2 separate regions of the Mus musculus genome follow, and region 1 is linked to region 2. A link is a contact called in public HiCAR-type data. All regions are on one chromosome and are shown on one strand. Each heading gives the region's core, a stretch centred on a gene start, on an enhancer-like site or on the middle of the called end of the contact. The rest is flanking DNA. Distances are from core to core; before and after follow the strand shown.

Evidence for each region. HiCAR-type assays count read pairs that join an accessible place to other places.
Region 1: a HiCAR-type map of embryonic stem cells shows a contact between it and region 2, with 5 times the contacts expected there. The contact joins two enhancer-like sites. A contact is called at or near these places in 1 of 484 Hi-C or Micro-C datasets (embryonic stem cells), 1 of 115 datasets of contacts at active chromatin or transcription factors (embryonic stem cells) and 1 of 9 other capture datasets (embryonic stem cells).

The regions. Positions count from the first base shown.
Region 1 is chr6:31,946,904-31,953,444 of GRCm38.p6, reverse strand. No RefSeq gene overlaps it. Among named protein-coding and RNA genes, the nearest start is that of Gm31894, 68 kb to the left of the region's middle. Within about 2 kb of position 5,119, at least 18 of the 459 cell types and tissues checked have an H3K27ac peak or open chromatin away from gene starts, as enhancers often do. A contact at or near this core is called in embryonic stem cells, where this site is marked.
Region 2 is chr6:31,702,392-31,708,921 of GRCm38.p6, reverse strand. The region is part of intron 1 of Gm13846 (a long non-coding RNA gene); the gene reads right to left. Among named protein-coding and RNA genes, the nearest start is that of Gm13847, 39 kb to the right of the region's middle. Within about 2 kb of position 1,466, at least 3 of the 459 cell types and tissues checked have an H3K27ac peak or open chromatin away from gene starts, as enhancers often do. A contact at or near this core is called in embryonic stem cells, where this site is marked.

The DNA of each region.
Region 1 (6,541 bases), core at 3,870-6,369, 240 kb before region 2:
CACTGCCTCCTGCCAAATCATCTCTACTCCTTAGATCACTTTGTCTGAGCTCTAGTATCTAACAGGATTTAAGTTGAGTGTATGGAGAAACAGGGTTTGTGATACTTGATATATTAGTCACTATGTGTGTGTGTGTGTGTGTGTGTAAATATATATATATATACACACAATATATATATACAATATACACTATACATATATACACTATATATATATGTATATATATATATGTATATATATATATATATATATATATATATATATACATATAGTGATTTTTTTTAGAGTGGCTTACAGGTTGTCTACCAACAGAAGGTCCAAGAAACCAGTAGTCTTTCAGTCCACAAGGTTGGATATCTCACCTTGTCTCCCATATGCACCAGAATCCCAAAGAAATAGGCTCTAATGCCAATGAAGGGATGGTTGCCAGTGAGAATGAGGGCAAGCAGGCAAACAGCATGTCTTCCATGTCTTTTATATAGGTGTGACCCAGATTAGTAGACCTTACCTCAGAAGATCTGGATTAAATTATTCAAATTATTTAAATAAGAAAAACCTTCCACAGGTATACCCAGCTGCTTGGGTTGTAGCTAATTCCACATGCTGTCAAGTTCACAACCATCACACTTGACAAAGGACCAGCAGTGTAGGGGAATTCTGGGAGGCAGGAGGGAAAGCAGGTATCCCATGAGAAGAGGACAGCCAGTTGGTGGTAGCAATGAGGCTCCAGGGCCAAAGATGGACAATGAAATGAATCAGTGGGCAGAACAGGGAGTTGTGGACTTTGTCCACATCAGGATCTTTTCTTTGCCAAATGCCAGAGGCACTACTTACACAAATCTATTCCTAGGAGTGAGCAGTCAGTGAGAGGCTAGGTCCTGAGTGGGAAAGCAGCTATAATAAGCTGAGAGGGTGAGAGAGGAAAGACTGCAGGCTTTTCTACAGGTATACATGGTTTTGGAAGCTACATGTCTTCATACCACTAGACAAGAAGGTCCCTTGCCTGGCTTACCTCATGAGAACCACAAGAAGCCACCCAGTACTGTACTTTGCAGACAATATTCAGAAAGCCAGGCAAACACCCTGGCCTTGTGGAGTCTCTTGTCTCAAATGCCAGGACTCTGGGCTGGGCATTTCTGCCCAGACTTTGACCTCAACTGTTAGAAAGAACAGGGACACAGCCTGTAATTAAAGTATTGGGACACATGAAATATTGCCATGCTTTTATCCCAAAGTCCAGGCTGACAGAACCAGTCCTGAAATTTCTAATCTCTACAGCCTCTGGAATTTCTAGCTATTCAAGGGTATCATGAAATGGCACAGGTGTTCCTTGGCCCAAGCAGCTCAAAGCCTTGGCCAGGTTGGCAAATATTTCAGCAGGAGGTTAGCAAAACCAGTGCCAACTTAAATGAGTCCCCTTGGTGGATCTGCAGGGGTCTGTGATTGCGCTGCAATATTTTATGTTGCTAGGTATAGAAAAGAGAAAGCCTTCTGTAAGGGCTCCATTGAGAAAGTTCCAGAAACAGAGATGGCCACTGCAGAAGGGGTACTCAGAAGCGCAGGAACCCAGGGGAAACTAGGGAAAGCATAGTTTTCATCTCCATTTAACAGTAATGCTATGGAGAATAGATACCGGCTTCCAAAGGGGAAGATGGGCTCGGGTCCCAGCCTCCAGGGTTCCAGTGAACTTGGGAAGCAGCTTTGTTCCCTGATGGTATTGGTGGAGGAAATCCATTCCTACTCTGAGCCCTCATTCCAGATTTCCTCAAGCAGGATAGGGGACAGAGACTAAAAGTCTCAATGATTGAATGGAGTGATGAAAATGGCCAGACCAGCCTGTAGGACATATGCAGCCATCCCTAACACTTTCATCCCTGCTCAGAACCACTGGGTTCTGGAGCAAGTGATTTCTGACAAGCATTTGTCTGACTGCTTTGAAGAAGAAAGTAGAGCCACCCTGACCACTGGATCCACCCCACCTAAGAGCCTCACCCAGAGCTGTTGCAGGCATTTCTTGTCTGAGCCTGAGACGTTCTGGGCATCTTTCTGTGCTCGTTCATACTTTCCTTATCCAGGAACCAGGCCTAGAGGAGACATACATGGAACTCAGAGAGGGCAAGAGTCAGTGGGCTCCACCACTTGAGACTGGCATTAAGCATATCCCTGGTGTTGATAGGATTACTGAGGCTGAGAGAGAATGGAGACTCCCAGGAGGCCCTTGCCCTGAGCCTGTGGGATAAGACAGCTGCAGCTAGCAGAGGTAGGAAGGAGTTGGTGGGTGTGCCCCACAGGCCCTGGAGGGCACCAGAAGCAATCTCACATGGTTGGCCTGACAACCTATACACCTCCCCCTGCAGAACCCTCTTCCTTGCTCACCCGTTAGCCCCTTCAGTATGAGCGTTGAGGACCAGAGATCATAAACTAGTGTATAACAGAACAATTTTTAATGTGGTGATGCACAAATATAAGGTTGGCTTTGTAGGTTCATGTCCTCCATAGCAGAGACCTCTGGGGCCAGGAATCTCTGATTGTGCCCTTTCTACAATCTTTGCCCTATCACTAACTGGGACACAGTAGGTACCAGCAAAATGGTTGCAAGAAAATGGGAGAGTGAGCCAATAAATCCCTATGGCTCACATATGGGCATAGTGCGTGCTGCTAAGCACTTGAAGAGGTTAGACACATATGGAGAAAGGCAGTGGGGAAGTTGTCTCTCCTGCCAGTGTCTTCCCCATTTCCAGGACTCACATCTCTGCTCCTGACATAGGCACACCTTGTTAACTCCTGCATGGAGAAGGCTCCCATTTCTTAAAGCGTCAAAATGCCTGCCTGGTTATACACCATTCCGTTCTTATAGTGTAACTCCCTTCTCCTCTCACCCCTGTAACTCCCAGCAGATTGTTGGATTATTGTCCCTGCTCCTACTACTCTGTCTTCCCTTGCCTGTTTTCTCACCCCTAACCAAATCCAAACAGCATCCCACACTACTGTCTACCAGCTCCAGATGCTGGGAGTTGCCCCTAAAAATACAGATGCCAGTGGTCTGGGCTGAGTCATTTATCTCAGAGGGCTTATTCTACAAGCCAATGTGCATTCTCTCTCTCTCCCTCCCTCTCTCTCTCTCTCTCTCTCTCTCTCTCTCTCTCTCTCTCTCACTCTCGCTCTCGGAGAAGATGAGAACCTCCTTACACAGCACCAGTATCCATCCTCCCAGAACCTGGTCTATGATTGACAAATTACATATGAGATAATTGTAAGGTAATTGATTAAATTTAACTTCACAAGTACCTAGTGAGTTCCAGACAATGGGAATTCACAAGTGAGGAGGTCACAGCCGACCACCACCGAAGCAAAGTGTCCTGAGTTAGTGGGGTCAGGGACACCCCAGCTTGCTACATGGGGCTGACAGAGTCTGGACCTCCTAGGGAAAGTGATTGTGACAAAGAAAATCATGCTTTCCTGCCCTTTGTGCTCTCCCTCTTCTCTTCTGTCCCATAGTAGTCAGTCTCTCTCTCTCTCTCTCTCTCTCTCTCTCTCTCTCTCTCTCTCTCTCTCTCTCTCTCTCTCTGTGTGTGTGTGTGTGTGTGTGTGTGTGTGTGTGTGTGTGTGTGTGTGTTAAAAGAGTAGTCCCGGTGCTTAGCACCCAGCATCAAGGACTTTGTAACTTCTAGGTCTCAGCCTCTCAGATGTGAGACAGCCACTGCTTCTATTTCAACATAATCTGATTTAATAAATTATTTTAATACCCAGTGGCTGCCTCATACTGAAGAGGCTGAGAGGCCGATAGGTGCTCTGTCCATGAAGCTAGGCACTTCAGCAGTCCCTCTGAGGCACTGAAAACCTGGAGGACTCCTGGAGAACCAGTAGTCCTTCGTCAGTGCTGGTGCCTGGGAACAGCGGTTCTGATGCCAGTGAAGATAAATCAACTTGGCCAAGCAAGCAAACGACAAATAATCTTGCCCTGTCTTCTGCTTGCTTGACCAAGTTGACTTATCTTCACTAGTATCAGAACTAGGGCGCCACCCACATTTGGAGGGTGGGTCTTCCCACATCAATTTAGATAATCAGAATGATTGAAACCAACCATCATGCCCCCTAGCCCCACCAAAGTCCCTTTTCTGCATTCCATCCACAACACTAATTTCAGACCTTCCACACTCACTCTACACTACAAATATGAGAACATGTCTTGCTTAAACCATTTATAGATTTTTTTTTGTCCATTTTTATATTAAGTTTCTCGCACTTGCCTGAACCTGATTCTAGCTAACATGGAAATAGAAGAATAATTAAGTCAGAAGTTTTAATAAATATCCAGAAACTTCTGAGGGAAGCTGGCTTTACACTGAGAAGAAATACCGAGCTGAAGGAAGTTCTGTTGAATCTGTTCTTAACAATTCAACATTAGCTTTAAATCCATGCAAGTCTGCTCCAGGCTGAATGGTTCTAGCCAGCACACATCAGTTACTTTTCTGTTCTAGTGGTAAAGTTCCATGGCCAAGAGCAACTGACAGAAGGAAGTGTTTATTTGCACTTATGGTTCCAGAGGGAGATGAGTCTATCCTGACAGGGAGCCATGGTAGCAAGCAGCCGATGTGGCAACTGGAGCAGGAAGCTGTGCGATCAACCACAGAGCAGGGAGCAAACCGGAAATGGACCAAGGCTATAGATCCCTGAAGCTGGCCAGCCCTGAAGCTCTCCCTTAGCAAGGCCACACCACCGACTAACTCCCTCAAATATCACCAGCACCAACTATCAAAATATGTGAGCCTGAGAGGGGTGTTGTCATTTAAACCACTACACAAACCAAGAGTTCCAGTGCTTGGCTCTGTGTCAGGGCACCCGAGAGCTGGTTCAAACGTGGAATGCCTGGTCCTGCCCCAGGTTTCTGATTCAGTTCAGTGTATGTGCACATCTCAATGGCTTCCAGAATGCCTGCTGCTCAGGAGACTGCACCTTGAGAGGTCCATTGTTCCAGACTTTTCAGAAACACACTTCCCCAAAGTCAGTTGTCTTGCATGCATTTCAGCTTTGAAACTCAAAGGAGGAAGTACAGTGATTTTTCCAGAGTGGGGAGCTTCAGGAGGCAGGAAGGGACTGCAGGACAGCTTGGGTGTGCTGAGCATCCAGGGAAGAGGAGATTTGTGATGCAAATGATTTACTGGTGTTCAGCTGGGAGCAGAAGGGATTTCAGGACACCGAGCCAAATCGAATTCATTACCTGACAATTAGCTCTAAATTAATGCAAGACTGTGCCGGCCCAATGTGCTCTAAGGAAGGAGGCCTTGACAGCTTGAGATGGGCAGGATCTGAGGTGTCAATCTCAGTTGGATCCTGGGGCACTCCCTCCTCTCGGTTTGTCTGTCAGGGTGTTCTGAGCTCAGAACACAGTCACCCCCCACTCTGGAGACAATTGCAGCCTCTACCACTCCAGAGTTAGCCTTCATTCACCCAACCACACTGCACCCCATCCAGGGCAGACTTGGGCTCCCCTGTCCTTGCACCCACAGGCTTGCTCCTCAGAGCCACCTCTTGGGACACACAGGCAGGCCTGCTGTTGACTCTTCAGTTGCGGACGGCACAGAATGAAGTTCCTCATATTTTGACAGAGTGAACGGCTAATTCAGTGTGTGTCCCATCTCCTCAAGCAGAAATTGCTCACGCGTGGAGGATAGACATTCCTTTATGAATTTCTTTATTTAATGGAGGCCTACTTTCCCCCTCTGGTTCCTTTTTCTCCTTTCCTCTTATTTTACATCAATCTCTTTCCTCCACCAGGTTCTCAAGGAGCCGCTGATGTAGTACACACAGCCATGTGACCACTGTATATGGTGACCTGTGGACAGACTGTCCCTGAGATTCCATTGACCTGTTCATTAAACAGTATGCAGCAACAGACAGGACATGCTGGGCTTTGGCCATACAAGCTCTTAGGGCAGCCTAAAAGACAGGACCCAAGGACCCAAGGACCCTACAGGCAGCATATGGAATGAGGGCACAGGGCGCTCTGAGTCCACTGTTTACCCATGTAAGCATCATATAAGCATTCCCACTTATGAGATTATCCACCCCTTCAGCTCCCCACAATCAGACTGGCTCTGTGATTTTCTGCTTGCCCATAGCTGCCTAATGACAAATTCATCACCCACATATCAGAGTCTCTGGCAGACTTCCTTTGAATAGGTAGCATTTTTAACTGGTTCTGACAAAGATCCTCGAGGTCTCTGTCTTTCTGTTTGGCTGTACTACAGCATCACTGGGTGAAAAGAAAGTCACGCCTCTCTCCACCCACTGGGCACATTTTCTCCAAAATTCTTTTGGAGAGAAACTTACAACTGCTCCAGAGGCATAGTTCAAAAGATTAATCTATATTTTAAAAACTCTTAGACATCAAATGAAGTGTGGCCACTACTTCCCAAATGCTCTAAATTTCCGGTCTTAATCGATTATGCTTATGGTTCTCAGAATGCCTCCCATTTTACAGACGAGTAGAGGGAAGGCATCACCAGGGCCTGAACTTCGGTCTTTGACCCTCAGCCTT
Region 2 (6,530 bases), core at 217-2,716:
AAAGATCTGCATACAAGTGAGCACTAATAACCACACAACAAAGTCTATACTAGGTTGTTTTAAGATTCTTCTGTCAACAGAATTAAAACTCTCGACTATAGCCTTGGGCAGACTTTTCAGACAAGGCCAAAGCAAAGCTACATTCTTCACCAAAATCTCACAATCTCTGAAACCTCTTCAGCCAGGCCCCCACAGCTCAAATCACCCTCATCAGAACTGTATTCCATGCTCTTACTAGTATGGCCTATTTAACTGTGTGTAAAGTAATCCGCTACTTTCCTAACCCCAAATCCCAAAGTCTACATTCCTCCAAATAAAAACCCAGTCAGGTCTGTCACAACAATATCCCACTCCTGGTACCAACTTCTGTCTTAGTTAGGGTTTCTATTGCTATGAAAAAAAAAAAACACTCACAACAACGCTTGTAAAGAAAAACATTTAATTTGGCTGGCTTACAGTTTCAGAGGCTTAGTCCATCATTATCATCATGGTGGGAAACATGCTAGCATGCAGGTAGATACATGCTGGTACTGGAGAAGGAGCTAAGAGTTCTACATCTTGATCCTCAGGAAGCTGGGAAAGAACTGACTTGAGCGCCTGAGTTCTCAAAGTCTGCCCCCACAGTGACACACTTCCTCCAGCAAGGCCATATCCACTTCAACAAGGCCACACCTCCTAATAATGTCACCCCTCTCCCCCGAGGGCCAAGCATTCAAATGCAGGAGTCTATGGAGGCCTTTCCTATTCAAACTACCACAATCCCCAAATTATGAGTCAAAATAAAATCCCTCTTCCTCTCCAGTCACTTTTGGAGGGTGTTTTGTCATAATGGGGAAAGTATCTAATACAGTATTAATACTAAATGAGGTCACACATGATTTTACTGCATCTCTTCTAATGTGGCGTCAGGAAAGTCTCTGCTCATGGGTTTTCAGAGGGGTGGGTATGGAAAGGGTATCAGTAATGAAAGCTTGGTCCTCTCTTCCATCACAACCTGAATCACTGCCAATGCATCTGATGGCCAAGGGACATGTTCTTTGGTTCAGACAGACTCACCAAGGGCAAAGCCATGTCTGTACAGATCCATCATAGCAGATCGTGGTTGGACCCTTTACAGATGCTGAGTGAAGACCATGTGCCAGAGCCCACGAGGCAGAACTTGGCAGTCCAGCTTGGCAAACAGTGTAAACACCACAGCTGTAGACTGGCTTCCTACCCATCTGCACTATGGAAAGAGTCTGGCCACCACTAGCCCTTCAACAACAGCCCTCATGAAGTCAACCGGCACAGGAACCAGCTTAGCAGCTACCTTGGAAAACAAAGATCTATTGAGCATCTGATATTTTATCCACATTCTCCTAGAGTATGCAGAACAGTCCTGGTGACAGGAAATCTCTCTAAAGAGACCTACCTTCAAGTGTCTGTTCAGGAAATTCAACAAAGGAGGCTTGGGACTGAAACTTGATTTAGCCATTAACATGCAACGATCTCCCTGGCCTCTGTATCTGAATCTGAAAGGGGCTAGGGGAGGTGCCACCTTCCAGCGCAGTCAGTGACAATAAATGAAATCATGCATTCTCTGTCATCAGAGCTCCCAGAAGTAAGTATAATATGCATGGCAGGTGGTGTTATTAATGACATCCTCAGGTGTTTTCTAAAGTTTGTAATTAGCATGTAAGGGTAATGGTGAAGTGTCAGCTCCCCAAGACTTCCCCAAGCAGAGCATCCCAGCTTGAAAGGAATGGCCTGCTGCTCTAGTCTTTATCTGAATTTTCGCCACTTCCTGATGGCAGACGATACAGCTAAGAGAGTTAGTTCCAAGAATATTAATTGACTTCTCCTTATTTGGAGTGATACTCATCCTTCTCCTCTCCCCGCCTCCCTCTTTAGTTGAGTTGATTCAGGCAACACTCCCTAAAAGCTGTGGGCCCAGCAGCCCCAGCAGTAGCAGGTGACTGCAGCCCCAGCAGCCTAAGAAAAGGCAGCCGCAGTGAACAGCGTGTCGGAAGCATTCCTTCTCCATCCCAGGAAGTAGGAGATCCTGTTCTAAGCACTAGCAAGAGGAGCCTGACTCCTCCAGAATCCCAGATCTTCTCCAGGAGCCTGGCACCAGGTACAGGAGTTACCATGAGCACATACACCAAATATGGCTGCTTCCAACTGGCATAGAGAGCTTTTGGGCAATGCTGAGGAAGGAAGGGAACCACAGCCAGCTTCTGGCTATAGCTGAGAGCAGCCATGACAGGAGTGGGGGTTCTCGAAGCCATAAGGCAGCACCATGAAATTGGACACAATCTCTCAAAGGAAACTCATCTGTCCTTGAGATTCCAAAAGGAAGAATCTTTTCCTGGAGGTCACAAAGGGATGGAAAGGAGAGTACAATCTTTCCAGAGAATTCAAATTCTGTATCAGAACTATGAAAGAAGATAGCACAGGCCAGGCAGTGGTAGTACATGCCTGTAAAGGTCACAAAGGGATGGAAAGGAGAGTACAATCTTTCCAGAGAATTCAAATTCTGTATCAGAACTATGAAAGAAGATAGCACAGGCCAGGCAGTGGTAGTACATGCCTGTAAAGGTCACAAAGGGATGGAAAGGAGAGTACAATCTTTCCAGAGAATTCAAATTCTGTATCAGAACTATGAAAGAAGATAGCACAGGCCAGGCAGTGGTAGTACATGCCTGTAATTCCAGCACTTGGAAGGCAGAGGCAGGCAGATTTCTGAGTTTGAAGCCAGCCTGGTCTACAGAGTGAGTTCCAGGAAAGCCAGGACTACACAGAGAAACCCTGTCAAAAGAAAGAGAGAGAGAGAGAAGAGGGGAGGGGAGGGAAGGGAAGGGAAGAGAAGAGAAGAGAAGAGAAGAGAAGAGAAGAGAAGAGAAGAGAAGAGAAGAGAAGAGAAGAGAAGAGAAGAGAAGAGAAGAGAAGAGAAGAGAAGAGAAGAGAAGAGAAGAAAAAGATAGCATGGGCTGGCGAGATGACTCAGCAGGTAAGAACACTGACTGCTCTTCCAAATGTTCTGAGTTCAAATCCCAGCAACCACATGATGGCTCACAACCACCCATAATGAGATCTGATGTCCTCTTCTGGTGCATCTGAAGTCAGTTACAATGGACTTATGTATAATAATAATTAATCTTTAAGAGAAGGAGGAGGAAGAGGAGGAGGAGGAGGAGGAGGAGGAGGAGAAGAAGAAGAAGAAGAAGAAGAAGAAGAAGAAGAAGAAGAAGAAGAAGAAGAAGAAGAAGAAGAAGAAGAAGAAGAAGAAGAAGAAGAAGAAGAAGAAGAAGAAGAAGAAGTAAAAAAACCAAGTCTTAATGCCAGCAGGTTCTTCCAACTCCCTGGACACTGCCAACTTGGCCTGAACTTTTGTCAAAGCATAGAAGTCTCACACACAGTAGAGAAAATTCAAATAGTGCATTAAGGTTTGGAGAAGAGATAGAGAGATGGCTCAGTGGATAAAAAATATTGCCAGTTTTCCAGAGGACCTGGGTTACAAATTGTCTGTAACTCCAGTTCCAAGAGCCTCATAGCCCCCTTCTGATTTCTGTGGGCACTGCATGAATGTAGTACACCGAGTACATGTGGATAAGACATTCCTACATATAAAATAAAATAAAAATCATTAAAGAGACTGGAAGAAACCCCCTAAAAATGCTTTCAGGCTTGGTGGCCCTGCCCAAGCTTGCAGACATGCATAAGTAATTGAACATGACTTTGAACTCTATACCTTCCTGCCTCCACCTTCCAAGTATAAGGATTACATTACAGGTATGTGCCATGACATTGGACTGGCTAAGCTGTTTGAAAACTCCCTGAATCCTAAGCTAGAGAAGCCCTCCTCTTTCATAATCCTTGGCTCCTTGGTGGGAAGTGACTCTCAGGAAAGCAGGCAGGGGTGGGGAGACACTCTTGCCCCACCCCCACTACACACACACTCCCTGATTTCTTCCTTCCCCATAGCCAGCAACTCTTCTTTCTCAGGTTCTCCTAAGTCCACAAGACACCTGCTGGGGAGAGTCAAATCTTCCTAGCTCCCACAGCCCCCTGCCACCTCCCCAACTTCCATCCCAGGATCTCTTTCTTGAGCAAATCGGCACCTGTATTTGTTAATCAAGTCACCGAGGACTCAGTAATTGCCCAGCAGAAAACACGGGTGCAGATGTTAGGGAGCACAGGGGCAAAAGCACTAAATGAGATTCTTGTTTTCCAAACAGAGCCTGAGATTTAATTACAGCCTTTCCAAGTGCTTATTAAAAACCCTTATTTTTTTTCCTTATTGTTTTCCTGCATGGCGCATATTGAATCAGCCACTGCTGTTGTCTTGTTTTTGGAGTGTTCATAAAAAGAACCGATGTGGAAAATTGCAAACACAGATTGTACCCAAACAATATCTTCTCCTTTTGCTTTCTCCCTCTTCTTTCTTCCTGCTGAATAACAACATCCGTCTGTGTATTCAGAGCACATCCGGGCTCTTTCCCAACAGTCAAAGGGATTCTTTTTTGGCACTCACAGATCACCCTGCAAGGACCTGAGAAGGAGCAAGAATGTCTGGGTGTGGTGGTGCATGCCTGTGATCCCCGTGCTTAGGAGGTGGAAACGGGGGATTAGAAATTCAAGGCCATTTTCACCCTTACAGCTATAGTGAGCTCAGGAGCATCCTGGGCTACCCGAGACCCTGTTTCAGAAAGGCAAGCAGGAGGTGGTGAGATGAGCCAAAGGTTGCTGCTCTTCCAAATATCCTGATTTCAGATACCAGCACCCATGTTGGGCAGTTCACCTATAACTCCAGCTCCAGGGAATCCAGCACCACCTTCTGGCCTTCTTGGGTACATGCAATATGTCACACACACACACACACACACACACACACAGAGAGAGAGAGAGAGAGAGAGAGAGAGAGAGAGAGAGAGAGACAGAGAGACAGAGAGACAGAGAGACAGAGAGACAGAGAGAAAGAGACAGAGAGACAGAGAGAGACAGAGAGACAGAGAGAGAGGTATACACATAAATAACCATAAATAAAAGTGAAATAGTATTTTAAATTAATAAAAACAGAAAAAGAATGCCAGGAAGAATACATGATCTCTGAAGGTAGAGTATGGGGAAAGGGAGGGGGAGAAGGAGAAGAGAGGGAGGGGAGATGTGCATGGAAGACCTAGAACATCGGACCACTGGAGCCTCTCCCACCAATGGAGAGTGAAGGTAACACTGCCCCAAAGAGGCAACATGATAGAATTGAGACCAAAGTGGTCCCCTTAACCATTTGGAGGTAACCTTCTACCCTCTTGCTTCTTCTGGGGCTCCTTAAGCCTATAAAAGTCTTCATTCAAAATAGAAGCTTATCTCCTGGAGCTTCCTCAACTGGAACAACCCATGTCCATAACCAGCTGTGCCCAAGGAAGAGACTCAGGAGCACAACCAGAGAGAGTGCCACCCCGGGGTTCACGTGTGGAACAGCCACTTAATCTCTGTAGCATGCTGGCCTTTGGAAAAGGAAGTCTGCTTCCCTTTGCTTCCCACCCCTTTCTCAGAAGAAGACCTGCAGATTCAAGGGGCAGCAGATAGGGTGTGAGGGCACCTAGAGCCTTCCACATGTCCCCAGGCCCCCAGCAGAGCCCCCTTACCTTACTCTCCCCACATTCCCTACTTGCCGGCACCATCACCACTTAGAAGGGGAGCTGGCTTTTAAAAGAGAGGCAGCCAGTACCTTCCTGCTGCTCTGCCGACAGGCATGTCGGGAGGAGGTGGCAATTAGTGCCAATTTGGAGGACTGACGCAGGCATGGGGAAGGTTTCTCATCAAACAGTGTTTAAATTCCATTCCATTCTTTCTCCCACTCCTCACAATACAACAGCACCAGCAGGCTCCTGCCCTCTGCTCTGCTCATTATCTCCAGATCGCTCTGGTGGGCAAAGAAGCAGAGAGGAGAGACAGAGAATCGAGCCACCTGCTTCTCCCTGCTGCCCACGATAGGAGCCCTGCTGAACTCACAGCCTCCTGGGTAGGAGGGACCCCATGCGCTCGCTCTCTCTCTCTCTCTTCTTTCTCTCTCTCTTCTTTCTCTCTCTCTCTCTCTTCTTTCTCTCTCTCTCTCTCTCTCTCTCTCTGTGTGTGTGTGTGTGTGTGTGTGTGTGTGTGTGTGTGCGCGTGCGCGCGCGCGCGGGCAGACGCATGTGCACATATGTGTTATACACTTGGAAGGCAGAGGTTAATGTTGGGTTTTTTTCTTGATCACTTTCCACCTTGCTTATTGAAACAGGAACTATCACTTAAACCTGGTCTAACAAGCTTACCCCAGGGATCCCCTGTCTCCCCAGGAACCCCATCTCTACTCCCAGAGTGCTTGATTACAGGTAGGCCACTACACCGACCCAGCATTGACTTGAATACTGGAAATCCTAAATCAGCAAGTATTGTAGCAACTGAGCCATCTTCTAAGCTCCTAAAATTCTAATCTTTACTCTTATACAGGGTGAAACTTGGGATGAGAAGAAGCTGGAAAGAGACAGAAACTGGCAGACTCCCTC